Linked DNA regions of Mus musculus: regions 1, 2, 3 and 4 are each linked to region 5. A link is a contact called in public Hi-C and HiChIP or PLAC-seq data. All regions are on one chromosome and are shown on one strand. Each heading gives the region's core, a stretch centred on a gene start, on an enhancer-like site or on the middle of the called end of the contact. The rest is flanking DNA. Distances are from core to core; before and after follow the strand shown. Region 1 holds the start of Prokr1 (prokineticin receptor 1). Region 2 holds the start of Antxr1 (anthrax toxin receptor 1). Region 3 holds the start of Gkn3 (gastrokine 3). Region 4 holds the start of Bmp10 (bone morphogenetic protein 10). Region 5 holds the start of Anxa4 (annexin A4).

What was found. A called contact is a pair of places that touch in the nucleus more often than the background predicts. HiChIP or PLAC-seq counts read pairs in DNA pulled down with a chosen protein or histone mark.
Region 1: a contact with region 5 is called in an H3K27ac HiChIP or PLAC-seq map of embryonic stem cells, with 2.5 times the contacts expected there. The contact joins the promoter of Prokr1 here to the promoter of Anxa4 in region 5. A contact is called at or near these places in 2 of 115 datasets of contacts at active chromatin or transcription factors (embryonic stem cells and pancreatic cancer cells).
Region 2: a Hi-C map of myocytes shows a contact between it and region 5, with 3 times the contacts expected there. The contact joins the promoter of Antxr1 here to the promoter of Anxa4 in region 5. A contact is called at or near these places in 2 of 484 Hi-C or Micro-C datasets (the N1E-115 cell line and myocytes) and 1 of 115 datasets of contacts at active chromatin or transcription factors (embryonic limb bud).
Region 3: an H3K27ac HiChIP or PLAC-seq map of bone marrow-derived dendritic cells shows a contact between it and region 5, with 2.4 times the contacts expected there. The contact joins the promoter of Gkn3 here to the promoter of Anxa4 in region 5. A contact is called at or near these places in 1 of 39 promoter capture datasets (the C10 cell line) and 1 of 115 datasets of contacts at active chromatin or transcription factors (bone marrow-derived dendritic cells).
Region 4: an H3K27ac HiChIP or PLAC-seq map of bone marrow-derived dendritic cells shows a contact between it and region 5, with 2.7 times the contacts expected there. The contact joins the promoter of Bmp10 here to the promoter of Anxa4 in region 5.

The regions. Positions count from the first base shown.
Region 1 is chr6:87,587,364-87,592,326 of GRCm38.p6, reverse strand. It overlaps Prokr1 (prokineticin receptor 1), which reads left to right and starts at 1,584. Exons shown (of 3, transcript NM_021381.4): 1 at 1,584-1,726; 2 at 3,321-3,950. The coding sequence starts at 3,466.
Region 2 is chr6:87,333,232-87,339,023 of GRCm38.p6, reverse strand. Antxr1 (anthrax toxin receptor 1) reads left to right here and starts at 3,249. Exons shown (of 18, transcript NM_054041.2): 1 at 3,249-3,727. The coding sequence starts at 3,582.
Region 3 is chr6:87,385,853-87,390,982 of GRCm38.p6, reverse strand. It overlaps Gkn3 (gastrokine 3), which reads left to right and starts at 2,048. Exons shown (of 6, transcript NM_026860.1): 1 at 2,048-2,189; 2 at 3,567-3,620; 3 at 3,798-3,932. The coding sequence starts at 2,148.
Region 4 is chr6:87,425,298-87,430,547 of GRCm38.p6, reverse strand. It overlaps Bmp10 (bone morphogenetic protein 10), which reads right to left and starts at 1,554. Exons shown (of 2, transcript NM_009756.3): 1 at 1,182-1,554. The coding sequence starts at 1,515.
Region 5 is chr6:86,790,710-86,796,155 of GRCm38.p6, reverse strand. It overlaps Anxa4 (annexin A4), which reads left to right and starts at 2,572. Exons shown (of 13, transcript NM_013471.2): 1 at 2,572-2,647.

The sequences.
Region 1 (4,963 bases), core at 335-2,834, 800 kb before region 5:
CTGCTACATATGCAGCTAGAGACACAAGCTCTGGGAGTACTGGTTAGTTCATATTGTTGTTCCACCTATAGGGTTGCAGACCCCTTCAGCTCCTTGGGTGCTTTCTCTAGCTTCTCCATTGGGGGCCCTGTGTTCCATCTTATCGATGACTGTGAACATCCACTTCTGTATTTGCCAGGCACTGGCATAGCCTCATACGAGACAGCTATAACAGGGTCCCTTCAGCAAAATCTTTCTGGCATATGCAATAGTGTCTGGGTTTGGTGGCTGATTATGGGATGGATCCCCGGGTGGGGTAGTCTCTGGATAGTCCATCCTTTCGTCTTAGCTCCAAACTTTGTCGATGTAACTCCTTTCATGGGTATTTTGTTCCCTAATCTAAGGAGGAATGACGTATCCACTCATTGGTCTTCCCTCTTCTTGATTTTCTTGTGTTTTGATTGCATCCTTTCTTAACCTCACCCTTACTTTGACAAGCCGGTTTTGTCCAGTGTTGGTTACAGCAATGAGGAAAATAATTAATACACGTGGCTTCAGGGCTGCCCACACTGTAACAGAATTTGCAAACATCTCTTTGAGGCCCTGTATTTATTTGATTTTTTTGAGACCCTGTATTTATTTGATTTTTTTGAGACCCTGTATTTATTTGATTTTAAGGAATTACCTGGAGTGGAGATGCTGGGTGGTAGGGAAAGCCTTTTTTTTTTTTTTTTTTTTTTCTTTTGAGGAAGCATTGTACTATTTCCCACAGCTGCCACGCCATTTTACACCTCTGCCACTGCACACGAGAGTTATACCTGTTACAGTTCACACACATTGAAGGCTTAGTAAACTGCGAAGATATGCACACACTCCTTTGTTTTCTTTGTATCAGTTGATTGACATTGTGTTGCTTCTGCCCTTTGATGACAGTGACTAGAGCTGCTGTGGGGATCGGTGTACACATACCTAAATTCCTGCTTTCAATTTTTTTTCCAGTCGTGTATTTTAGATGGGATTGCTGGCTGCATGGTGATTCCTATTTAACACTTGGAAACCTGGTCATGCTGCTGAGCAGACATGGCATAGAGGCTTCCTTCCTGAATCCATTCTCCAGAAATCCCTAAGAGCTTACCACAGAGGCCAGGCAGCAGACAATGCTCTCAGCTGAGGGCTGCAGAGATAAGCCCAGGGGTGAGGTCTGAGCGCTCCCAGCCAGGGAGAACAGCAGGGGAAGGGATTCTCTGTCCTTTGAAGGCGCCAAGCTCCCGTGACCAGTCCGCCCACTCGGGCGGCAATGGGCCAGTGAACTCGAGGTGCCAGGGGCTCAAGAAAGGCAGAGCCTGGTCACACCATGCAGGGTCGCCTTAGAGTTGGTGCTCAGGCGACACACGGAGCCACACATTCTGCATCCTGACACTTCAGCATCCTCAGTTCCACTCGACTTAGGGACCTGTCCCCAGAGTGAGGGATAGAGAGTGAAAGATGGGAACAGAAGGGAGAGGAAAGTGGAGAGACAGCAGGAGGGAGATCACTGAATATGGGCGGGAACATCGGGGCGGGGCGGAGACAGCGTGCTGTGGGCGGGGCTGGCTGGCCTTAGCCTCTGCTCAGTGTGTCCGTCCGCCGAAGTAGTAGGAGGCCAGCTGCCACTCGAGCACGGAAAGACCCTCAGAAGACAGAGGTGCTCCTAGCCCTTGCTGCAGAGCTCCGGAGGAGCGTCTGAGATCCTCGCTCTGGTTCGCAGGTACCGACAGCCCCGGAGACGCTCTGAGAACCACGTGTAGAGGGTGGACGGAGCCTAGACTGCCCGCTCACAGCCTTAGGTGAATGAAGAGGGTCCTTGGGGACTGCAGCCCCAGCAGCAGAGGACATAAGGTAGTGGGCTGCTCCCCAGGGCGAGAACAATTCCAGGAAAGACCAGGGGACAAGTCCTCCAACCGTCTCTCTCTCCTAGGCGATTCTGGACCGTTTCTTTAAATCCTAACTTTGAGCCGAGCTGGCAGCATGCTTGTAGAGGTACCCCTCAGAAGGGATGAGCCTGGGCTCCGGGCAGCGTCTGCTGGCCTCTCAGCTCTGCCTTCTGCCTCTTATCTAATGGGAGCAGAGCTGGGGGGGGGGGGGGGGGCTGAGCTGACCAGGAGAGAAGGGCAAAGCCTACGAAAGAACTGTGAGAGGGCTCAGGTGGGACGAACCTCCTGGGGTGCGGAGGGACTTCAGCCCTGCCCCCTTATCACTGGGCAGCAGGCTTTTGGGGCAAATCTTGGGGACAACTTACTTCCTCCCTTTCCCAGGATCTCAGATTGAGCAATTTTATTTCCTTCTGACATTTAGGGTGTACTCCAGACCCCGATCTTCTCCCATATCCAGTTCCCTGGCCTGATGCCTTGGGAGAGGTGTAAGGAAAAGTCAGGAGGGAGATTCACTACTGACAGACCCTCTCTCCCCATCCCTGCCCTGCGGGATGCTGGTCTTTAGTCCAGGATTCCCTCCCTTCCTTGCAGCTGGCCTGGAGGCCTGAGCACTGACTTGGGTGGTTCTGGGGCATAGCACTCACTGCCTCTCCAACAGCTCTGATCTTTACAGACAGTATCGATCTGCCTGGAGGATGTTAAAACCCTGCGTGTTTAAACTGAAAACCGTGCGTGTTTAAGCTGTTAACCTGAGGACACACCTCTCACCAAGGGGTTTTGCTCTCAGGTTTCCCTTCTAGCCCTCTGGGTTAAGTGACAGCTTGTGACTGTGACCTTCGACTAGGACGAGCCTTGGCACATAGTGTGCCAAGCTTGTAGAGCCACAGCAGGTTTTTGACAGGGACACAGGAAGCTTGCAGAAGCCTTCCAGTAGGAGGGCTCTGTAAACGGAGGCTCCAGGTTCGGTTCTCTGTGTTCAGGGCTCTGTGAATTTGCAGTTGTGCTATGCTGAGCCCCAAGACGAGTCCTTTCTTTCCAGCTGTGGGAAGCAGCTATTGCTACCTCAGAATGGGGCTGTCCACAAGGACAAAGTTCAGGTGTTCACACAGGGATTGGGGTTTAGGACAGGCCTCCTCTGCGTTCCACCGTCTCACCCTCGCAGCTTGAGGAAGAGCATAGCTTTTTGGTTTTCATTGGAGTGGAAATAAATGGAGCTGGAGCCTGTCTTCCCGGCCCTCCAGCCTTCCCCGGCTGAGTGGATATGTGGTTTGCATTCTCCTGGGTTCTCTCACTGGCCCTTTCTTCCACTCCATTATCTGTGTGTGCCGTGAGCAGGTGGCTAATGGGTCTGCATAGGTTTCAGGATGATTTTAAACTCATCCAAAGTTCCCTCCAACATGTAACCAATTGTGTGTATGTCTTTCGAAGGTTGAAAATGGAACTCAGATACCGGGTCCCGCAGATGCTGGCTGGAAAGATCTGACTCACCGAGGGAGAGCCAAGTGCTTGCAGAGAGGAGTCGTCAACCTTGCGGATGCCAGTGGGACTGCTCCAGGGGTGTGCACCTGCCTAGATGGAGACCACTGTCGGGGCTCTGGGTGAGAATACCACAGACACCTTCACCGACTTCTTTTCTGCACTCGATGGCCATGAAGCCCAAACCGGCTCGTTACCATTCACTTTCAGCTACGGTGACTATGACATGCCCCTGGATGAAGAGGAAGATGTGACCAATTCTCGGACTTTCTTTGCTGCCAAGATTGTCATTGGCATGGCTTTGGTGGGTATCATGCTAGTGTGTGGCATCGGCAACTTCATCTTTATCACTGCCCTGGCCCGCTACAAAAAGCTCCGCAACCTCACCAACCTGCTTATCGCCAACCTGGCCATTTCAGACTTCCTCGTGGCCATCGTGTGCTGCCCCTTTGAGATGGACTACTATGTGGTGCGCCAGCTCTCCTGGGAGCATGGTCATGTCCTGTGCGCCTCTGTCAACTACTTGCGTACCGTCTCCCTCTACGTCTCCACTAACGCCCTACTGGCCATTGCCATTGACAGGTGAGTACCACACAGAGGAACAGAGAGAAGGGGGTGTTGGCCTTGCCTCTCCCTTTCCTATAGTTGCGTGCTGATGACATGTGACTGTATTACCCATAAATGGGAACCATGGGGACTCAAAAGCCTACTGACTGGACATCTAGTGGTAGTCAGGGCTGGAGGCAGCTGAAGCCTGAAGTTAGGCAATAGGGAAGTCTTTGATCAGTCTCTGTGGATGTTCTCCTAGATGTGCCCGATCTCAACTTAGACAGGTAGGAGGAAGTGTTGAGGGGTAAGACTAAGTTATAAGGAGTTACTTCTTGCAGGACCATGAGAGTCTGGAGGGAATTTCCTAACTCATCTAGACCTTCTCCCAGTACTAACTTTCTTAAATGAAATTGAAGGAGTTGGTTTGAACAAAAAGGTGGGGCAGAAAGAGAGCTTGTATTTGCTGGCTTTTGTTAATGGTGACTTAATCCCACCTCACACCCCACACATCATGCTACAGTACAAGATCTGCTCTAGTGATGGGGAGAGAGACTGGGAGAGGAGCCTCTGCATGTCTTTCTTTTTTAAAATAATTAACTTTCCGACTTGACCACAGTTTCTCCTCCCTCCTCTTCTCCTAGTCCTCCCCCACCCCACCCCCATCTACTCCTCCAAAAAGGGGAGGCCTCCTATGGATGAATACCAGCCAGCCCTGGCACACCAAGTCTGCGTGCCTTTCTTATTCCTAGATGTTTCAGTTTGCATACACTTGTGCTAATGGGCCAGGATCACCATGATTTTAGGGAATCTTTGCAAGCTTCTTTGTGCTTTTGACTCTAGTTACAAAGCACCTTGTTATGGTCTATGAACAGCTTCCCTGAGGGATTAGTCAGGCTTCCCCTGTTCCTTGACATGAACAATTTGCCATTCTCATCATCCAGGGAGCCTAAAGCACAGGCTCTCCTTGTTCCATGGCCTCGGGGCCCTGGGGTGTCTGACTTGGGCTCAAAGTCACAGCAAGTTTGCTGGAATACAGCTGGGGGTAG
Region 2 (5,792 bases), core at 2,000-4,499, 540 kb before region 5:
TTACAGGATTCAGAATTACCTGGTAGTTAAACCTTTGATCGTGCCTGTGAGGGAGTTTTTATATTAGGTCAGTTGAAGTAGGAAGGCAGTAGGTAGTGGCATTGACAGTTACTACCTACCTTGACAGTAGGTGATAGCATTCCACAGGCTGGGGCTCCAGCTGTGCTCCTGTGGCATCCATTGCTTTCTCCTTCCTAACCCTAGATGTAATGTGAGCAGTTGTTGCAAGTCCTTGCCACCATTAGAGATAGGATCCCTTCCTATTTAAAGACCCCCTTGTTGCTTTGTTTGTCCCAAGTGGTGAGAAAACCAAGATTAATGTAGATAGTATGTGACCCTAGCAGAGCTAGCTTGTGAATCAGATTCAGTAGGTTCTGTTTGGGGCTTATAATTGACCCATCTACCATATGAGCTTATTCTTTGGAGGGCTCTGGATTAGTCATAGTTGAGTGACATTCCTTCTTAAGTGGGTTTCGTCTCTGCATTGCAAAGGCTGCTAAGAGGGCTTTGGGCTGGTGCATTGGCTTGAACCATAAGCTATTTTATATCACACTTCCTTGAAGCTAGACTCAGCTTGGCTTGGGGGCGGGCAAGTATTAATGTTCCTGAGTTGAACATTTCTGACCATTTCTGGGCTGAAGCTGTAGATTGTCTGGCCTCTGGGATGCCCTCATGGCGTCTTCCTGTAGCTTCAGAGCTTGGACTTTGCTTGATTGTTAGTACTTTTGTTTATCCCACCACCAAAGCCAATATGGCTCAGATTCTTCAGAATTCTGTTGTTCCAGAAGATAAGTTGTTTCTGATAAATATTCTCCTGACCCTTCTGCACAAAGTGTGTGGTCCAGGGACTAGTGAGAACCTATAAATAGTGGGCTTAGGTGACATGAATGTGACATGAATGTGTTAGAATTGTCTACATTGTTGGCAACTATCTATAAGAGAAACAATCTAAATTTTATTCTGTCTGTACTGTCTGGAGTCCTTCTTAGAGCCTTTGTCAATAATCCAAGTAGCATGTTGGTACCCAGTGAGATTCTGGGAAGATTACATAGCAACATGAGAGAGTGATGAAGCACCTAGCAGGTGTCTGACAACTTGGCTGAAGCATCATGGGAGGAAGGAGTCCACAGGGAGTGGGTCAGTGAGAAGCTGCCACTGCAGTCTGAAGGCAATTTCTCTAATCTCTTGAAAAACAAAGACTGGAGATTTCTAGAATCCTTAAGTAGTTTTCCTATGTCAGACAAAACGTCCGAATAGTCAAAAACTGTCTCCTTGTTCTTTTGTGACCTGGCACAGCACAGGATTGAATCACTTCCTCCTCTCACTGTAAAACTGACAATTTGTTAATGTCAAATGGTAAATGGAGGTTTCCCAGGGCTTATTCTCCTGATGCCCACAATACGTGGACTGTTGAGACCCTTTCACACCCTAGCTTTTACTTGTGTAGCTGGGGGAGGAGGATCGAGAAGAAGAGGATGAGGAGGAAGAGAAGGAGAAGGAAGAGGAGGAAGAAGAAAAGGAGGAGGAGAAGGAGGAAGAGGCAGAGGAGAAGAAGGGAAGGAAGAAGAGAATGGAGCAGCAGCAGCAAGCTGGAGATGATCCTCTTGGATCAAAAGGCCTCTGCATAATCTTGACAGAGAGGCATGGTAGCTAGTACACTCCAATACCCGAATGACTCCAGCTACTTCTCTGCCCTCTCTAGGGCCACATTTATCCTAAGGTGTGTGTGGGGGGAGGGGGGCACACTCTTCTACAATCCTCACTTCTCTGTAAACATTTTGAATGAAATTGCCCATTCTGGAACCTAAGCCTCTACCTGTTCTATGCAATGGTGGGTTTTGGCCTTAGGGAGCTCTATCAGCGACCTTTTGCTCTCTCCCAGGCAGACCTTCTAGACCACCCCCAATCCCACCCCATAATATTCTCAAGGCATTTCTCTGCCACCCAAACTCTTAAAGAGCTCAGAGGACACCCAGGACATGAGAATGAGATGTTCTGAACTGCTAGCTTCTCCTGTCCCTTGCTTCCCTGTAGGGACATGTAAACCCTATCCTCCAGGCTCAGATCACTTCCTTTATTACACTGTCCCCAAGTTCCTCCTTGTCCTGGACCAGTGCCCCTCACCCCCTAGTTTTCCAGCCTTCATTGGTCCAGCTGGCTTCTGTAGAGATCCCCTCCTCTTTCTTATCACAGAGCTTAGTGGGGCCAAGATGGGTTTTCCTTGTTTGAGGCAGTAAAAAAATTATAGAAAAAGCAACTGTAGTCAGTTTGAGTATTTTTACTTCTCCTAATTATTTTTTTTTTCCTGCAAACAGCAACTTCAAAAATGTGGGTGCTAGTAGGTGTTACCTGAAGACAATTTTATGAACAAGCATGCCTGGAAAACTGTTAAATCAACTTTCTTCCTACAGAAATTCTCCAGTGTTTAAATTAATAACAGGCATGTATTAGTTACCTGTGATTGAGTAACAAACCACCCCCAAGCCAGCAGCTCAGAGCACAGGCAAACACTGCTGCCTGCTTTCCAAGGTTGGGAGTCAGAGGAGGGCCAGGTCAGGTGCCTGCTTGGGTGTCAGAGGCTGCAGTCACCTGAAGGCTTAGCAGGCACTGGAGAATTAGCAGTGAACAGTTAATCCTCAAACAAGTCACCAGGGTTGGTGTTACCACAAGACTCCCTAAAACGTGGAGATGCGGACAATCTAGATGCCTTGGCTGTTCCAAACCTCAACAACTACATTCGGTGGCATTGTCTGTGCAGATTTTAACCAGAGCCCTTTGTGATCTGCAGTAAAACTATGTAAGATCAAGCCTTGTGCTTCATTTGCACAAAGGCTCCTGTTTGCAAAGTCCTGGCCTGGAGTTGGAGTCACCCTGCTCGAAGGAAATGAGTTTTCATCAAATGTTTACAGGGACTGTATCCGCAGATACAGAAGAGCAAAACAGAAAGAAGGCATGGGGGTTGGGGGATGGTTAGAGAGGATGAAGACCTGGCCGTGGAAAAGTTAAGAAAGGAGACGAAAAGGAAGGATTAATTAAAGGCGTGCACCTCACCTGAAAACTCTTAAGATTTATCCCCTGCCAAAAGTCCCCACCCAATTCCGCCCCAGCCAAGGTCTAGGGGACCCCAACATTTTCGCCGCCCTTGGCCACAAGATGGCACTCTTTAGACTTTTTCCAAAAAAAAAAAAAAAAAAAAAAAAAAAAAAAAGAAGGGAGGGAGGGAGCAAAGACACCGCACTGCCCCAACCAAGAACAATTTGAAAACCCACCCCATCATACTTAAAATCTAGGACAAAGAGCCATCGGGACGGAACTGCTTCGACTGCAAAGCTTCAAGCGCAGCCTGGGAGCGGCCTGGTGGCCCTATCCCGGCAGCTCCACACAGCAGAACGCCCTGGGTCCCTGAAACTCGAAACCCGGGCTCAGAACCAGCGGAAACCAAAGCGAAATCCTTGAACTTCTCTGAACAATTGCTTCCGGGCGTTTGCTGAGAGCCGGGGGACCTGACCGGAGCCCAGGCCGCGTATGGCGCGCCCCTGATGTCACACGGACGCCAGCGAGGCCAGCGCTCCGGCTGCAGCATGGACCGCGCGGGGCGCCTGGGTGCGGGCCTGCGGGGACTCTGCGTGGCTGCACTCGTGCTCGTGTGCGCCGGACACGGGGGCCGCCGCGAGGATGGGGGACCAGCTTGCTACGGAGGATTCGACCTCTACTTCATCCTGGACAAGTAAGTGCCTGGAGGATGCTGCTCTGGGGCGGGCGGTCCCTAGGGCGCACCACAGCTGGCCGCCGGTCCTCAACTGCGGGGCGTCTGAAATGCTTAGCCTGCTTTCTTTGCTGTCTCTGGCCCGGAGCTTGCGAGTCCAGGGAGGATGCAGTTGGCTCTATTTGTCTTATTGCTTTCCAATCTTGGGAGAAGGAATTGCAACCAGAAGTAGAATTTGCAGACACTTCCAAAGTTGGAGACGTGGGTATTCTTCAAAATTAGCCACCTCTTTTTACAAAATGTAAAAATGCAGTCTTTGTTCTCCATGGCATGATGCCTGTTGACCCGGGGCACTTGTGGAAGTCCAAGGCACGGATTCTCCACCTCTGGGGTTCCAACTAGTTTTTGTGCAGACTTCACCATCCGCTTAAGGGCTCTAAGCACCATTTCTGCCCCCTACCCTATAGACAGAAGCCAGCCACAAGGCCACTCTTCCGCCTGATTGGTGTTAACTAAAAATGCTTTCAAATGCTGGCAAATGTCTCCAGCACCCCTTGCCTTCAGAACTGAGGTGTAGATCAATTTGGGCTGATGGTTTTTGACTGATGGGCTGCCAGGGAAACCAGCAAGATTACTCCTTACTAAAAGGAACTTTGCTTAAGGAAGAACTGAGTTAAGTCCAGTTCGACACTTTCCAGATCCCCACAGGGTTTGCCAAAGCCACAGTTACTCAAGTAAGCTTCATGCGCTCTGCTGAAAAGCGGCTACAACAATAAAAAGTGCCTCAAGATCCGGGCTCCTTAGATCTGTGCCAGTGCCAGGAGAGGCGCTTGCAGCTACAGTGGTAGGGAGGTGAATTTCACAGACTGGAAAGTATTTGGGACTTGGAACAAGAGTCCTGAAAAATAAGCTGGCCGCTGGACACCAAATGTGCTTCACAGTTGCTGCTGGGGCTTGATTTTTTTCCGTAGAGGCTGTTTTGAGCTCCAGGTACTTTGGATTAAAAAGCGAGGTCTCTTTCTTACAGATTTACGAGAAGGTGGATACTGAAAATTCAGGGCTGGGCTAAGAAATGGAAAATCTTTTGTGCCTTTAGCAGGTGGGAACTGGAGCCCCTGCGTTGGGGAGCCTCTGGGACTGTGTCTGGAGGCAAAGGTGCTCCCCATTGTGCCCCTCTAAGGGGACTTGGGGGCTGGATCTGTGCCTCAGTCAGCAGGATGCTATAGAACGTATAAGCCCTAGCACCACAAACCCCATAAACTCACTGTGATGGAGGTGGTGCATGCCTGGAAGCCCTGCAGTTGGGAGGAGGTCAAGGTGATTCTGGGCTCCTAGGCTACGCAAGGAGTTTGACGCCAACCAGGGTTGCCTGAGACTGTCTCAAAAGACAACCAAACAACACCAACAAAAGCCATAGCCCAAGAAATCCCAAGAGACCCACGGGGCAACTTGAACAAACAAAAGCATCATTTCCCCAGACCGAGGACTGCCTTGGTGCTGTGAGCATAACCTGGTGGCCTAAATCTATAATTTGGACTGAATATTTTGGTCCAACTTATAAATGGAATTTCTTCAGGTGATGGAAGGGATTCAGTAGAATCATCTTTGGATCATTTCTGAAGGGGACACAACTAAGTCAAAAGCTAGATTTTATTTTATTTATTTATTTATTTTGGAAAAAAATAGTGAAGACATGCTTTCTCTGCAAAAATTTAACTGTACTAGAAGGCACATCCCTGAAAACGGTTTGGAAAAGTTCAAAGAGTATGTGGACAAGGACTATCCGTGTAACCTTAGGCTTACATCTTATAGAGAGTGACAAGGACACAGAAGCTAGGAAGAAGACTATCAGGGGACGGTGGCGGGGGGGGGGGGTTGAATACATAAGCTCTGTGATCTTCTGGGCATGCAGATAGCACAAGTGAGATACAACAAGTTGCTAAAGCTTTTGCAGCCTAATTTACTCTCTGAAGGGCTGGTCTTGGGGTGGAAAAGCTAATTAGAAAATAGCTTTATGATGTCTTAATTTCCAAAGAAAACTATATGTTAAAGCTAATATTTGAACAGAAAGAGTCTGACTCATTAG
Region 3 (5,130 bases), core at 799-3,298, 600 kb before region 5:
TCATACTGAGGACCAGAAGAGCTTGAGGCATGTTGAAAAATCATATGTAAACTCAAAAGGAGGTACTTTCTAAACGTCATCTCAGTGAACGTGTTGCTCAGTAAGAGGCCAAGGTTGAACAGATTTGGCCACTCCTCCTGACACATGGTTAGTGGCCTTTGCAAAACTGAATGTGGATAGATTATTTAGTCACCAGCTGAACCACCATTATTTAAAGTAGCAGTCCAATGCTCTTATTTTAACTCCAGTTGCCTGAGGTCTTTTATTGTTAAAAATATCATAGCTTCTTTTCATCAGTCAACAGAGACTCCATTTAGTAGGGAGTGAAACCCCAGACTGGTCTCACTGAACATCCGAGGAGAAAGTTGAATGACTGCTAGAGCCCCCTCGTGATGGATACTGGTGAAGGGCAGGGGTTGCTGCCTCTGCAAGGCTTTCTGATTCCCTGAGGCCATTTCTCTGCATCTCTTTACGGACTGGAGTCTCCTTCCTGTCTGGAGCCCTAGCTAGGTGTCCTCTCATAGATCTTTCCAGAATGGAAGCTCATTTGGGATCACCTGCTGGTTCTCCCTCTAGGACATAGCTGCCTGTAGTTTGGTTTCTCTGCTCCTTAGCATAAGAGGAGGGGTACCTAGCTGCCCATTGAATGGCTTCTGCTCCCCACTTGAAGAGAGACTCCAACGAAATTAGTTGTTCACACAGTAACCCTTAAACACAGAAGACCTTGGGTGGTGGCATAGAATTAGAACCTTTGCCCTTTTTGATCTGCAGCTGAATATAAATTAACTCTAAAGGACATTGTGGTTGGAAGGAAATACATACAGTTTGATCCTTTGAAGTCCAGAAATTCGAACTCACATTTTAGCTGTGCAGTCATAGTACTGGCTAGTGCAGAGGTAGGAGTTGAATGTGATTGGCACCATTAATCTGTCTTCATTTGCAAAATGGTTAACAGCGCAGTTCCTCCCAACCCACACCACTGGCACTACAAAGCTGAAATCATGACTGTGGTATTGGCCTATAAGTTCTATTTATAAGGCACATATAAACACATGTAGTTATATTTCCTTGTAATCTTCTGTAATCTGTTTTGCTGACACAGTGGTGGCTGAGTATGTGGGCCGTGTGTTGTTTTTTATAAAGTATCAGGAACACTGCAGATGGGATTATGGTGTTATCTCAACCCTGAGTGACCTGGCAGTTTCCAAAGCCTAGCTATTTGCTCTTCCCATAGCCAAATTGCACCGAGCCCAGTCAGGGCTGAGCTGCCTGCCTGCCTTCCTTGCTCTGATCACGTTGATGCCCAGGGTCATCTCTGTAATCCTCCTCTTGAAAGAAATGTCTGACTCTAGGGAATTGAATTTCATCCAGACGTCTGGGGCGCCACCAATCAGAGCTTGAAAAAACAAGTGTGTGAAAGCCCTTGAATTGGTGCTACTGTGTGAGGGTCAGAGTTCCTCATGTCTCAGTAGTTCTGCAGCAAGTCAAAGGTTTTGTTTGGTTTGGTTTGGTTTGATTTGGTAGAAAAACTACCCTGAAATGAAGAGGCAAACCAGAAAATCCACATTAGTGGGACCAAGCATCAGAGAGTTCACTGGGACCTGAGCTACGTCAGACAGAGAGGGCATTGAAGAAATGAATAGAGATGAAGTTGGTGGAGGCAGAGGGTGCAGAGCAAACTGTGTGATCTGTGTTTGGATGAGGAAGGGACAAGACTGTTTGCCAATCAATAATCTTGTAAATCAGTTTGTCTCTTGGGTTTTATGAGGTTTCTTCGACCCGCTCTCACTGTTAGGAAAAGAATACTTTTCAGAAATCAAGAAGTTCAAGTGTGATCCCCTTGATTTTGTATCAGCAGCTTATAAGTCCTTACACAGTGGCTCTGGGGTCAGGAGTACACGAGCCACAAAGACCTATTCTTATCCAGTGTTTGCCTTGGAACCTGCCGAGCTATTGAGAGAAAGAAAAACACTCGGATCTAGTAAAAGGAAATGATAACCGTAATTACATAACTAGCTTTCCCCCTAATGGTTTCTGGATCGTAGATAACCAGTCCCTGAGCCCCTTATCATAGTGAGACCTGAGAGGCTGAAGTCTATATAAACTAGACTTGGGAAATGAACGGATCATAGAAAATTGTATTATGCATGCCGTTGCATTCGCTGGAGAGAGACAACATGAGACGCCTTGTGAGTACATCTTTAACTTTGAATGTGGAGCATATATATATCCCAGTCAGACCAGCCAAGGAGGTCTGGATCCTCCCTGCCCCAGGAACTGTTCAAATCAACCCAGGCAGAATTTTCAAACGATGATTGGGTGTGCAATCTTCTGTTGGCACTTCTGTTTTGGAGAATCTGAAGGAAGGGTGTCCTCTAATGGAATCAATAACTAATTTCTTAAAAGTCAAGACTCTTTGGAGGCCAGGTAGATACTCATATGCTGGAGTCTTGTCTGCAGTGGTTTTCCGTATTTACAAATTGCCAGTGGGGAATAGCTTAGATGCATGTGGGGCCAGCTGGGATAGAGTGCTTTTTGTCCCTCTGGCTTTTTTAAGACAAGGCCTCATTCTGTAGTCCAGGCTACTTTGACTCGCTGTGGCTTGTCTCAGACTTTCCAAATCCTCCATCTAAGTCTCCTGGGTGCTGGCATTCAAGGCAGGCACGACCACATCCAGCTTTCACTAAAGCAGCTTCACCCTCTGCAGCTCTGTGTCTATGGCAGCTGCGCTGCACTGCACTGTGGTGATGATAACACTGTAGAATAGCCGCTTCCTTTGACTTTCAGGGGCCCCGTTTGTTACTGAAGCCAGATGCCGACTTTTCATGGATGTTAAGAGAAGGGAGGACCCTGCCAGTCCCACTTGTCATGATGGGTGCACTTGAGCTGGGCCAGCCTCAAGTACACAAGAAACTATGGCTAGCTTAACCCAGCCCCCTATTCTTTTATTAATGTCTGCTGCAGAAAACTCCCTTGATGGGCAGAGCACACCACATAGAGGAACTGAACAACTTAAATATTTTAAGGCCTAGGTACATTCTAACATAATTTCCCCCAAAATAGTATGCAAATAACAGTGAGTAGCTTTCTTCTTAGGCAAGGTAAGAGAATTCAGAGGAAAGGAAGCCTGGAGGGTGTCAGTTTCCAGGGGGGATGGAGGGTGGGCAGAGGCGGAATAGGGCTGACTGTGAGATTTGGGGTTTGGATCAAGAGCTGGAGTAGAGGATGTGCCCAGCCCTGGAAGTAGAGAGGTAGCACAAAAAGGAAGAGTGGGAGGCCTGAGCTATAGTGGTCCAGGCTGATCCTACCCTGTCAGGTTGGCTAAATCTATCCCAGTGATTGACAGTAGAAGCCACATAGGAGTGTCCTTGAGTGACTGACAAAACCTTGCCTCCTGAGCAGCAGGCACACCCTGTGTGAACACAGTAAGCTATAGTGTCCTGACACACCTGGGAACTCTGCAGGGATGGAGGGAGGTGAAAGCTGTGGACCCCAGCAAGGCAGCCCTGGAGTCTAAGCTCATCAGAGGCCAAGGACTAAGCACAGTGACCTTTGTTCCATTTCAGATTGCGCCTTCCATTCTTGTGACTGTCTTTCTAGTTCCAGCTCTGGCGCTGACGGTGAGTATGGTGGAGAGGGTCCAGTCTACCTATGTCTTTTAGCAGAAACATTTCAAAGATAATACCCAGGGGTATTATTCCTGTAGTTTCTCATGGATTCCCCCTTAACCCTGCACAGGATGAGCAGATAGACACTTGGGGCCACTGGCTTTACTCATTGTTGATTGCTCCTTCTAGAACACTAGCGACAGTTATCCTCTGGATGGCTCTGTGGGGACCCAGACCATCCATGTCGATGCCCTCAGAGGTGTGGTCAGCATCCGAGACAACAGCGTTCAGAGTGAATGGGATGGAGTCATGGACTACAAGAACGTAAGATGTGAAACGCACTTATTACAAGGACAAGAGAGCTCTTAGGTCTGCTCCAAATGGAAGCCTTTTCACTGTCTTCCTCAGGGACTGGGGTGTGCTATAGAAGTTGGTTTGTCTTCTAATGTTGACTTCTAAAGGAATGCGGCTATGAATCACCACCTCCTTCAGTAACGAGGCCCCTTAGGATGACACATAACCAGGAAGAGTAACCCTGTGACTTAGCCGAACTCTTTAATAAAATCTTCTGTGACCGCGGAGAATATTTTTCTGTTTAGCGTGCCTCGGTTGCCAAATCTGCAAAACAACTCCAGCAGCTGCCTCTCCTACCTAGTGGGACTTTAAAGGATGGAACGAAGTCACCACCCAGCCTCCCCACTCAGCCCTTTGCCACCCAGGTCCTCCTCACTCTGTCACATTCTCTCCAGCACACTGGAAGACTCAGAATAGACACAAGGTGTCCTCTCCACTCTCCCCGCGTCCGCTAGGTTATCTTCCCCTAACGCCTTCTCTCTCTTCACCTCCCTGACTCTTAACTTCCCAAGGAGATTCCCTGAATCCTCCCGGACTACAGATTGCCTCTAATGGATGCTATGAGAAGCCAAGTAAAAAAAAAAAATTCCTCAGGGAAACATTCCACAGTAGGCCACTAGGTGGCGCAAGGAAGGCAGAATTACTGCTAGAGCCCAGGTTCTCAACTTTCCCATTAGTGTGATGCTTCAATATGGTTCCTCATGTTGCAGTGACCCGCAACCATAAAATTATTTCATTGTTTCTTCATAACTGTAATTTTCATGCTGTTATGAATTATAATGTGAACATCTGATATTCAGCCTCTGTGAAAAAGGTCATTTGACCCCCAAAGGGTCAGAGCCAGTGTGTTGAAAACGACTGATCTAGAGGCTGAGTTTCTTGCAGCTGTACCTGGGGCTCTGTCAGACCCGGCAGCAGCAAACTGCAGCTATGATCCAAGCCAGGGAAGAACAAATAACAGACCACAAGGAAGAGGTATGCAGGCAGACCTAGCTCTAGAACCCAAGTCTTGACTGAGGCCTCCCAACTGCCCTGGGTACTCAAGAGAGCCCTCTGCAGCTTATACAACATTCCCCCAGGCAGTGAGGACCTCAGCTCTCACCTCATTTCCATGACAACTCCACAGAAGAAAGGCTATTCCTCCTGCTTTATTGATAAAATAAACAAA
Region 4 (5,250 bases), core at 305-2,804, 640 kb before region 5:
TGCTCTTCCATGGGAGAAGTAAGAGACAAAATCGAACAACGCATTCCCACCATGCCTGAACTAGACCACATTCTCACCATGCCTGAGCTAGACCATGGCTCAGAGCAGCAATCTGAGGCAGGCTCCTTGGGAGGTTGTTCTTTTTCTCCCAGACTTGCCTCCAAAGAAATCTGAAATTTCAGTTTGCTCTTTCCACCCGCAATATGTTACTAAGTACAAATGGCGGCCATAGGTTGAATTTTTAACAGCAAATACTATCTTGGTGTCTGAGGAATATCCTCTCAATGTTCACTCCAGCGCCTAGAATATTAAGTAATTCATTGAAAGTCGTCATGGTTTGTCCAGCATTTCCTAACCATGCACCCTCTCTTACCTAGAGCTGCCTGTGATTCCCTCATCTGCGCTAAGCAGCTTCTGCTTACAGGAGGAAGTGGGTGCTCCAATCACTTACGCTAGTTATTCACAACCTCCCAAGGCAGCCAGCTCTCAGCGGTCCTGAGCTGTTTTGTGCCACTGCCTTCTGCTTCCAAGAGCTTCCAATGAATAATTTGAAATATGTGTATCACTCTTCATGAAGACACAGTCACAATCAGCTGGGCCTGCACACTTCCTGGAGTCTTATTATAAGCAATGATTATATGGATTATATGAATATGGGAACATGGCTCATTAAACACAACACACTATGAGAAGAATCTCCCAAATACAGTTCTGTTCTATCAGGACACTGATCAAATGAAATCAGAAATGAAAACTCGCCCAGAGTTCGAACACACTAAAAAGCCCAAATTTCTATTTTTTTTAATTGTTTTTGATCTAAAAAATAGTTGACTAATTCTTATCAACACCAGATAGAGATCGAGTCCTGTCTAGAAGATGGTAGAGAAGATGGAAGATCAACATTTACGTTTTTTTGATATATGGTGTCCAGGTTAAAATGACATCAAGAACCTGTTGTGATATCAGAATGATGGGTATTCTGTGGGTTTTCATTAATAGATATTTTCCAGCACTTTTGGAGTTCTGGGAGGATCGTGTGGTACAGTCGATGCACTGTGTCCGAGCCATGCGTTTCCACGAGTGCATCCTCTCCCACATCACCCCCACAGGGACATTTCCTTATTTCTTCCTGAGAAAAGCCAAAGCCAAAGCCTCCCGTGTGTACGCACAAGCCAGCCTACCTTCGTTCTTGAAGCTCCGGATGATGTTAGCAGACGGCATGGAGGTCCGGTCTGTGGCGAATTTGTTGTAGAGCTCCAGCATGTACTCTGGTGGATCCACTCTGCCCGTGTCCTGCACAGGAATGTCCGACAAGTTCAGCGTCTTGAGAAACTCGTTCTTCATGCTCTGCAGCAGTGTGTTGAAGTCAATACCATCTTGCTCCGTGAAGATATCATCAAAGAAGGGCATGTCTTCTTCCAGGGGCGACTGCTCAAGGCCCATAATGGGGCTGCCAGAAGCCGAGTGAGCCACCAGGCAGAAGACGGCGCTCAGCGGCAGAACCAGAGACCCCATGACTCTCTGCTCAGCTCCCAGGCCAACCTAGGAAGGCTTAACTCCCCTGGGCTGTAACTGGCAGTTTTATCTTGCGGAGTGTAAATGTCTTGTGTCACTGGACACGACACAAGTATGGAAACTCTTCCTCTGTCTTCCCCTCCCCCCTCCTCCGCCTCCTCCCCCTTTCCCCCTTCCCCCCTTCCCCCCTCCCCACCAAAAGTCAGGTTGCAGTAATTGGATAGCAAAATCCCCTATAGGGCCTAGCCTCTCTTATCTTCCCAGTGTAAACTTGTACACCAGATTTCATTTTTATCTTGCAACCCCTTTTTCTTTTAATGAGCATTTTGTAAACATTTCTACATTCTGACACTGGCGAGAGATAGGACAATTTTGTCTTTGCAAAGGCTCTGCTACCCTTCCCTCCATTTAGCTTCCTTTGGTAGGAATGTCTGGATTCCGGGCTTATGGGATTCAGTTTTGCACGTGTGTATGACAGATGTTAAGACTCAACAGAATGCAAATCATTAGTGATGTGTGTTGATTCACGGATGGGGCTTACATGTCCAAAGATGGACTAAATAGCCAATAACTCCAAGTTAAGTAGACATCAATGACTCATAAACAAGTTTCGAGGCATTTGTTTTTCGAAACAGGAAAGAATGAATGTCACGGTCATTGGTTTTGTATTTTTTATAGATTTGATCAGGCTGAAGGTAAGCCAGCGACCGACTACAGTCAGTTTCGGAGTGTAGCATATTGAAGAACTTTTCAGAAACCATCTAATGTGCTTTGTCTGATAACCCTGTTTTCATCCCTGTCAGGTGCATAGACTCCGAGGTCCCATGGCTGGTCAGAAGCCACTGACCTGTGCAGTCATGAAGCCTCGAGTTAAGCCCAGGCAGTCTGGTTATTGTGGAACAGAAACTTCCAGACTTTGTAACCAGGATTCCAATTAGACCAGGAATGGACAGCAATAGCAACTAGACCCCAGCCCACCTGTACAGGGGTAGTCAGTGAGGAGGCGGTGTCTGGATGCGGATTCAGGTCCTATGTTTGTTATTTACTTGACCAAAACCTCTGCCAAGTTCACCTTCAAAACTAAGTCCAAAACTCCATGGGCTTCGCAAACAGCATCACGAAACAGATGAAAAATGCCAAGCATCTTGGGAAGGGGTGGGGTGTGGGGCTGGTACAATTGAGTGTGTGTCCAGTTTAGGAGTAACAAGCCAGGCTGACCATTGAAGCCATGCTAATTGGTGGCAGCGGGAGGTGCTGTCACTTGGCTCTGTAGACAGCTCCAAGGGGTTATCTCCTGCAGGGACAATTATAATGGAATTTCTTCTGCTTGCTCGGTGCGTTCCCTGTACAGCCTTCAGTGTGTTCTGAGGACAGTGCCTAAACCATTGGTGCACTCGGATACCCGCTTAGTTTCTTGGCTAAGCTTTTCTATTCTCTCCCTAACAGGCTAGCTAAAGCATCCCCATTTACCATTCTCACCACCAAAGTTTCTAGTCACCATTGGATTCTTTCTCCCCTTCCCTAGATTTTTACAGTAATTTTTAAGCTGTCTTAGGAAGGATTCTATCTTTAGTAGCTGCTGATTGTCTACTTGTCTGGCAGTTGATTGAAATCCAGTGTTTTGATGGCTGTTTCTGCTTAAGTAGCACATGGCAATTGCAGATTGGAAATAGATCGAACCTGAGGAGGTGCACACATGGGTGGGTCACGGTCCCACAGCCCCACAGCCCAATCTACTGCTGATGCATTTTTAACACGAGGTTCCAAAAAGCATTACAGCAAGCCTCCTATATCATGTGCTGATCAGGACAAGCACCTGCCTATCTGCATACACACACACACATGTCAACGCACACTCCACAATTCTGAATGGCAGGCAAGTACGTGCAACTGCCACAGGACCTTGGAACACGTGGCTGCACTCCAGTTCCTGGGGTGCACTGATTTCAAAGGTCAGAGGACAGCACACACACACACACACATACACACACACACACATACACACACACACACACACACACCATGGTTCTGAGCTCATCACACCCCATGCAGAAAAACATGCAGTAGAGATTTCACTGGTTTCCCTTGGTTTGGTGACAGAGAAGGTAATAAACTAAAGAGTTAGACGATTTCTCCAACAACGTGTTAGTATCTCCAGCTGGTTAATTGATTTACTAGGAAAACGAGAGCAGTTCCAGCCCACTACCTACACCATCTTGAATTACAGGCTCAGGGAAGGTCCTTACGCACCAGGCCCGTGATGCATGGACCAGGAAGAGGCAGGGCTCTGTGCATGCATGCAGGAAACAGCAATCACCTCTGTCTTCTGCACCTGAGATGCATTTTCGTTTTGATGTAGCGTCTCTTTATCAGGTAAGTTTCTCTAGAAATCTCTTCCCAGTGACTCTCACCTGACTCCAAAGGAGCTGAATGTCCGTCCCCACACGACTTCTGTTGTTTCGATTTTCCTCTATTATGAACTGATCTTATCATTTTGCATCCCACACCTTTGGAGTATGTTATAATCATCATGAGCTAAATGTCACTTTTCCTGCTAAGCCAACTATATAAAAGTTATAGTATTTTAGGGAAAAGAGGACAAATTATACTTTCTGCTTTTAAGCTGGTGCAAACTCTTCTGTGTTTAGTTTCACAACTCTACAAGCTGGAAGGATCAAGTGTTGAACTTCTTTATTGTCTTAGAGGACTTGTTTAGTCCAAGATTAGATACAATGGACAACATCCTTATGATTTCTGCCATTCCTGTGAATCATGGTCAGACTGTAAACAACACAACCGGTAAATATCCCCTGACTGGCATGAGGACAATGGAGTTAGGAGCCCCTGAAGATGGTGCTAGGTTCTTGGAGCGATTCTTCCTTGAATCACACCTTAAGATCGAGATATTCCTCTGGCTATTTACTCAGATATGATTAAGACTTTGTGATACATCTCAAATGTAATGATAAAAACACTTAACAAGCTATATGGTGGGTTTGTCTGTTTTGGCATATGGCAGTAGAAATATTTCATTTTTTATGTGTTTCTTTTATGTTTCCAGCAGATAGATATTGTTACACACACACACACACACACACACACACACACACACACAAACATGGTTGGATACCCAGATATGACTGTTATTCGTTAATTTTCACTATTAAATTGTTGCCACTTTTCTAGCTACAAGGTTTTACTTGTTCACTGTTAACAGACCTCTCTTTCCCATGTTCCACCCAGTTCTATCATGAATGATCTGCTACTCTCCTGCTCAAGAGCTTCGCTAGGAGTGCTGTCAGCTAGAACTTTCTATCCATCACTGCAGCCCCTGAGATGCCTGGATACTGGATTCTGAACCACAGCTGCAGTGCCAGAATTGGATTTTCATTCCATTAATCTAATTTTCACTTCATTTCAACTGCTGGCATTTCCATAGGTATACTATTAAATATTTTTATTATTCAATACTATTTGATCAGTACAGCTAGTAGCTGTCATATTGGACAGTGTGGACACGCATTCCACTCTACAAAAACAAACATAGGAATAGAGTTAATGGCTAGTAAGTAGGTAAGACTCAAAATTTTCTACAATATCAAATCATTTTTGTGACTAGATTGCCCATGCTTTTTCTTCCTAACAAAGGTTTTATTGATCAATGTCCTTGCCAGCAAGTGTTACTTGATTTGGGGGGCTCTGGGTGAACATCTCTGCTCCCATTCCCACCCCCAA
Region 5 (5,446 bases), core at 1,323-3,822:
CCCTGCACCCCTCAAACCCTGCCTGTTAGAAGGTCTTCCTGGCAGGCACACCCTATCCTCTACTCTGAATTCTCCAGCCCAGGGGTTGGGTGCCTTTTCCTGTATAATCCAACCTTTTGATTACTCTGCTCTCTTCTGGGCAACCTGGACGCTGCACCTAGTTCTCCTCTCTTACTTCTCCCCCTCTCTCCACATGGCTCAGGGTCCTGTCCACTCTGACACTGGCTATGCTCTCCCACATACCATACCTATAATAAACTTACTCCTCCACCATACCTAGGAGCTGTCATGTTCTTTCCTTATTATTTTTTCTTTTCCTTTTTCTTTTATTTTTTTCATTCATCTGCTACTGAAACCTGGGCGTGACATAGATGAGTTCCCTCCCCTAAGGAACTCCTCCCAATCAAGCCTGCTGCTGATCTGACTCTCCTAAGGTATGCCATCCAGGAGGGTGCCTGACACAGGTCGGGACAGGCAGGATGCAGTGAGAACATGGCAGCCAGCGTCTGTTAAGTAACTTGGCCATTTGTTCTGGGCTTGAAATCTAACAGATATGTGTATTTATTTTGGTATTTAAAAATGTGTATGGGTGTTTTTGTCTGTATGCATGCATGCCTGTGCACCACTTGCATGCCTGATGCCCATGGAGACCAGAGGAGATTGTTAGATCTCTTGGAACTGGAGTTAAAGATGGTTGTGAACCACCATGTGGGTGCTGGGAATTGAACCTGGGATCCTCTAGAAGAGCAGTCTGTGCTCTTTTCATTCATTTATATATATATATTCTTCGAGACAGGGCTTTTCTGTGTAGCCCTGGCTGTCCTGGAACTCACTCTGTAGACCAGGCTGACCTTGAACTCAGAAATCTGCCTGCCTCTGCCTCCCAAGGGCTGGGATCAAAGGCGTGCGCCACCACTGCCTGGCGCTCTTCTCATATTTATAAAAAAATTATTGTTTTACTTTATGTATACAAGTACTTTGTCTGCAAGTGTGCAGGTACATCATGTGTGTGCCTGGTGGTGCCTAATTTTGATATCTTTAGTGTGAAGTCTGAGTCCTTAAGTTGAACAGCTCTATTCATTGTTTTGTCGCTCTGGGTTAGATCAGGTCCCCAGAAGTAAGACAAGATGCAGATGCCCTGTTAGTGCACTCCTGGGCATTCCCAGGAGAGCCTGCCATCTGTTGGAAGAAGTCGCATGTCACCTGTCAGAGCTCAGAAAGAGTCAAGACTCCTACTGGAGGTCAGCCCTTCCCTGATCCCAGACCTCAGATCCCAGATGAGCCTGGGTCAGATGGAGTCCTGGCCTTTGTTTCCCATAAAAGACTCAGGTGGGGACTAGCACTGAGTCTTCCCCGAAGACAGGTCTTCAATTCCCAGCAGCCAAGGGATCCTATGCTGGTGTGTAGACATACAGACAGACAAAAATCTGTACACATAAAATAAGTAAAATGCACACGTATTTATATGTAATAGTAAAAGCCTCTGTCTGTGGCTTCCCTACCTGGGCTAGGGCAGACTTTGGGAGAAGTGACATCAGAGGCCTGTGGCCTGGTTGCACTTGCTATAAAGATCAGCTTAGCTGTGGGCTAACTACAGTTCCTAGACACTAACCTTTATCCACCCCCCACCCCACCTCCCCTGCATGTAATTACTTTTAAAAGGATACAATAGTCTTGAATCTTCATTTTGTCCTTCCTATTACCATGATTAATTTTGTCTTCCCTTGTGGAAGCTTAGAAACATATAGACTTTGGAACATGAAAAAACAGGCCCAAGTCTAGATCAGCCTTCCTCCTCCTGACCCCCTCAGCCTTCCTCCTCCTGACCACACAATAAGCCACCTCCTCTAGCTACAGTTGCTGATACAATTTAAAATAATGACCACCTAGGTTTTGGTTGGCTAGAGAGCAAACACTGCCCAAAGCGACCCATTCTTTGTTAAATGAAATTGGAGGTTGCCTGTGGAGCCTCTGTTGCCTGCACCTGCCTCTGTTCTTCAAGCATTCATTATCCTTGTAGCAAGAGGCATGTGCCTCCGTGTCCAGCAAGGAGCCAGAACCAGGCTGGCTAGCAACCAAGAAATGCTTCAGTTGGAAGTTTAGTGGGAAACCCAGAGTTGCTTCTAACCCCGGTCCCAACGGTGACCTGTACCTGTCTCCGAGAACCCTTCCCCTGACTTTGAGGATTGCATCTGTCTTCTTTAAGGGAGGCGTGCAACTGCTGAGAATTTTCTGGAACGTATGTTATAATGTGAAAGGAGGACATGGACTGTGTCCTCAGATGTCACGTTCTGATTTTTCAAGTTACACTCTAGACTGGAGCGCCGAGGCCCCAAGTACGTTGTGCGACCCCAGCAGGACGCGAGGCTGAGACCCTGGGAGTCTGGTTGTGCAGGGTCAGGGTCCTGAGTGGGCTCGCTGTCCTCAGTGGGGTTAAAGGCCGAGTGCGTGATCTGCCTCAGGCCCCTCCTGGTGCTGGGGGCGATTCTCGTGCTCTAGCTGCGCTTCTCCGGGGAGGGACTTTCCTGTGGGCAAAGGGACAACCAGGAACTTGGGCTCAGTCTCCACCCCGAGACTGGGCGGGTCCTATCGGCCGGGACGAGGGTGTGGCATTCGCCGTAGTCTAGAGCCTTTCTCCGCACCAGAGGTAAGGGGCTTAGGGCAGTGGTCCGGACCTCCGCCGCGGGCTCTGGGGTCTGGGTGTGGGTCCTAGGCTCCGGGCAGGTGTCCTAGGCTCGGACCTGGAGATCTAGACTTCATTTGGGGAATCCTAGGCTGGGTCGCAGCTGGGGCCTGGAAACCTGAACTTAACCTCGGGATCCTGGGCTCGCCCGCTGTCCTAGGCTTGGACCTGGGAATCTTGGGCTCCTGCCGGTTGTCCTAGACTGTGGCTGGGGATCTTGGGCTCAGGGACCGGGTGCTGTGACCAGAGGCGGGTTCTTTGGGCCACTTGGCTCCGCGCCCTGGAAGCGTGAGGTCCCGGACCGGAGCAGCCACCTGGGAAACGTGGGGAGGAGCAGGCAGTGCCGCACGGTGCACAGCACTCCTGCAGTCCTTTGCTGAGTCAAAGCCCCCCCGGGACTCCGCACTGAGGATAAGCCACTGAGTTAACATTCTCTGAAGCTCACTCCAGCACTACTTGTGTTGCCTTTTCTTTTTGCAAGTAAGTTTGCTTTCTCGTCTTCTTAGGGCGCTCCTCGCCTCTCTTGTAGCGAACGGTCTCCACACAGTGCCTGGCGCCCAGGAATCATCTTATTCTTAGTTTTTATTCTGTGTCTGCCTGTGTCTACATTTTAACTTAGTCCTCGGTGCTTTGACCAGTTGGAGACTTTGGCGCCTAAGACAATTGGCGGTTTAACACTTTGCTGGCTCAATGTGCACCTCAAGGGTATGAAAGCCTCCATTTACTGGAGGAGCACTCTGGGCCTTAAGCAACTGCGCCTTTCATTAAAACTGGGCACTTTAGTGGATGGTGGAAGGATGGATAGGATGGCCGGTTGTTACCTATCCCTCTGCCCATCATTCCCAGACTCACTGTTTCCTTAGGTGGGAAGCAACTCCATTTATGGCCGTGAGTCCCTAGAGAACGGAGGAGAGAAGAACAAGAAGAGAGGACCAGGCATATATTCAGTTGATAGCGTGCCCCCAGCACACCAGAAGCCTTGGGTTTTATCCTTGGCTCCAAATAAATCAGGTGTACGTTTGCCTTTGAGGACAGTTTGGAGAAAATGACAGTCCCAACCCAAGCAACACCCTTTTGGAAGCTTCCCGTTTTAGATTTAAAAGGAATAGAATCTCATACTTCAGGACAATCGGTAGTTCAGGGTAATATTGGAGGGTAGTCTGGACTATTCGAGATCTGGCCTTCAAAAAAAGAAAGACCCAGCCAACAAAAAACCAAAACCAACACAAGAGTAGTAGGTAGGGGCTGGAGGTCTTGGTTCAAGAACACTCGATGCTCCCAGTACCCACTCCAGATGGCTCCCAACTGCCTGAAGCTCCAGATCCAGGGTGTCTGACACCCCATTGTGGGCTTGGAGAACACACACACACACACACACACACACACACAATTAATTAATTTAATGCTTTTGTAAAGAGTGTGCAGGAGAGGTTGAAAACTAGATTGAGATTACCACAGCCACTTGAGAGCCACTAACTTCAGTGATGGCCATTTTGCCAAAGCCAGTCAACTCAGCTTTCTGTTGATTTCAGGGCACACACACACACACACACACACACACACATGTACACTCACCCAGTGGTCCTAGAGACACAGAGCTATTAGGGAAAGGGTGATGATTTCCTCCTAGCTGGAGTCCCTGCTTTGGTCAGGGATCTTCTTTTTCTCTGAAAGCAGTCTGGAGATTAACAGGTCAAGCTGTGCCTGCCAGCCATCAGTACCCACAGGGTGAGCCTCTTGGTCCTCCCTCAGCCATCAGTGCCCACAGGGCAAGCCTCTTGGTCCTACAGCCCTACATCCCAGGGCACATTGCTTTGTCTGTGACCAGCCAATCCTTTCTTTTCCTGATCTTGCTTGCATAGTTGTAGGCTACCCTGATCCTCTCCAAGAGAGAGCAAGGTGAGGGGTCTGCACTGGAGATGGGTCATGTGTCAGGGAATGGGGGAAGCTACAGAGTGAGTAAGCAGATTTTTCTTTAAGTGTCAGTTTCACCCAATTACTCAACTAAAACCATGTTTTACATTTAAATTGTAGGGAAAATTGGGAGGAGAGCCCTTAAAAGTGTATTCTTTATTTTATCTTCGAATTTGAGATAGGGTCTAAGGTAGCCCAGGCTGGCCTCAAACTTCCTGTATAGCCAAGGATGTACTCGAACTTCTGATCCTATTGTCTCTGCTCCTGAATGCTGGGATTATAGATTATAGATTATTATAGATTATAGATGTAAGGAACCATGCCTAAGCTTATGGAGTGCAGAGGATCCAACCCAGGGCCTTGTGCAGGCTAGGTAACTCTCCCAACTGAGCTACGTCTCTAGCCACCAAAATTACATACCTTTTAAGCTTTTTTTTTCAAAGAGGTGTTGCTTGGGTTTGGGGCTGCCATTTTCTCCAAACCTTGGTGGTTTGTTCTCTTGCAGTATGGAGGGAGTTTAACAGGCACTGAGATGGTCTCCTCAGAGTGTCTTTGAGTAGTGATCAGCTTAATCACATTATTCTAATTCTCCTCAGCCTGGAATGGGCTCATAACCTGGTCCAGTTGAAGATGCAAGGCTTCAAGTCCCGGCCCTCCAAAGTGAGGTGAGGCTCAAGTCCAACTGAGACTCTGGACTTGGTTCACAGTGAGCTGTGGATTCCTGGCTTCTTAACAGAGTCTTGATCTGTGTTTTTCTTTTTGCTTCAACGTTCTCCGTGGCAACGTGCCATGTGAAATAGAGTTGACCGAGGTAGAGCCGGGATGAGAATGTAACTCTGCTGGTAGATT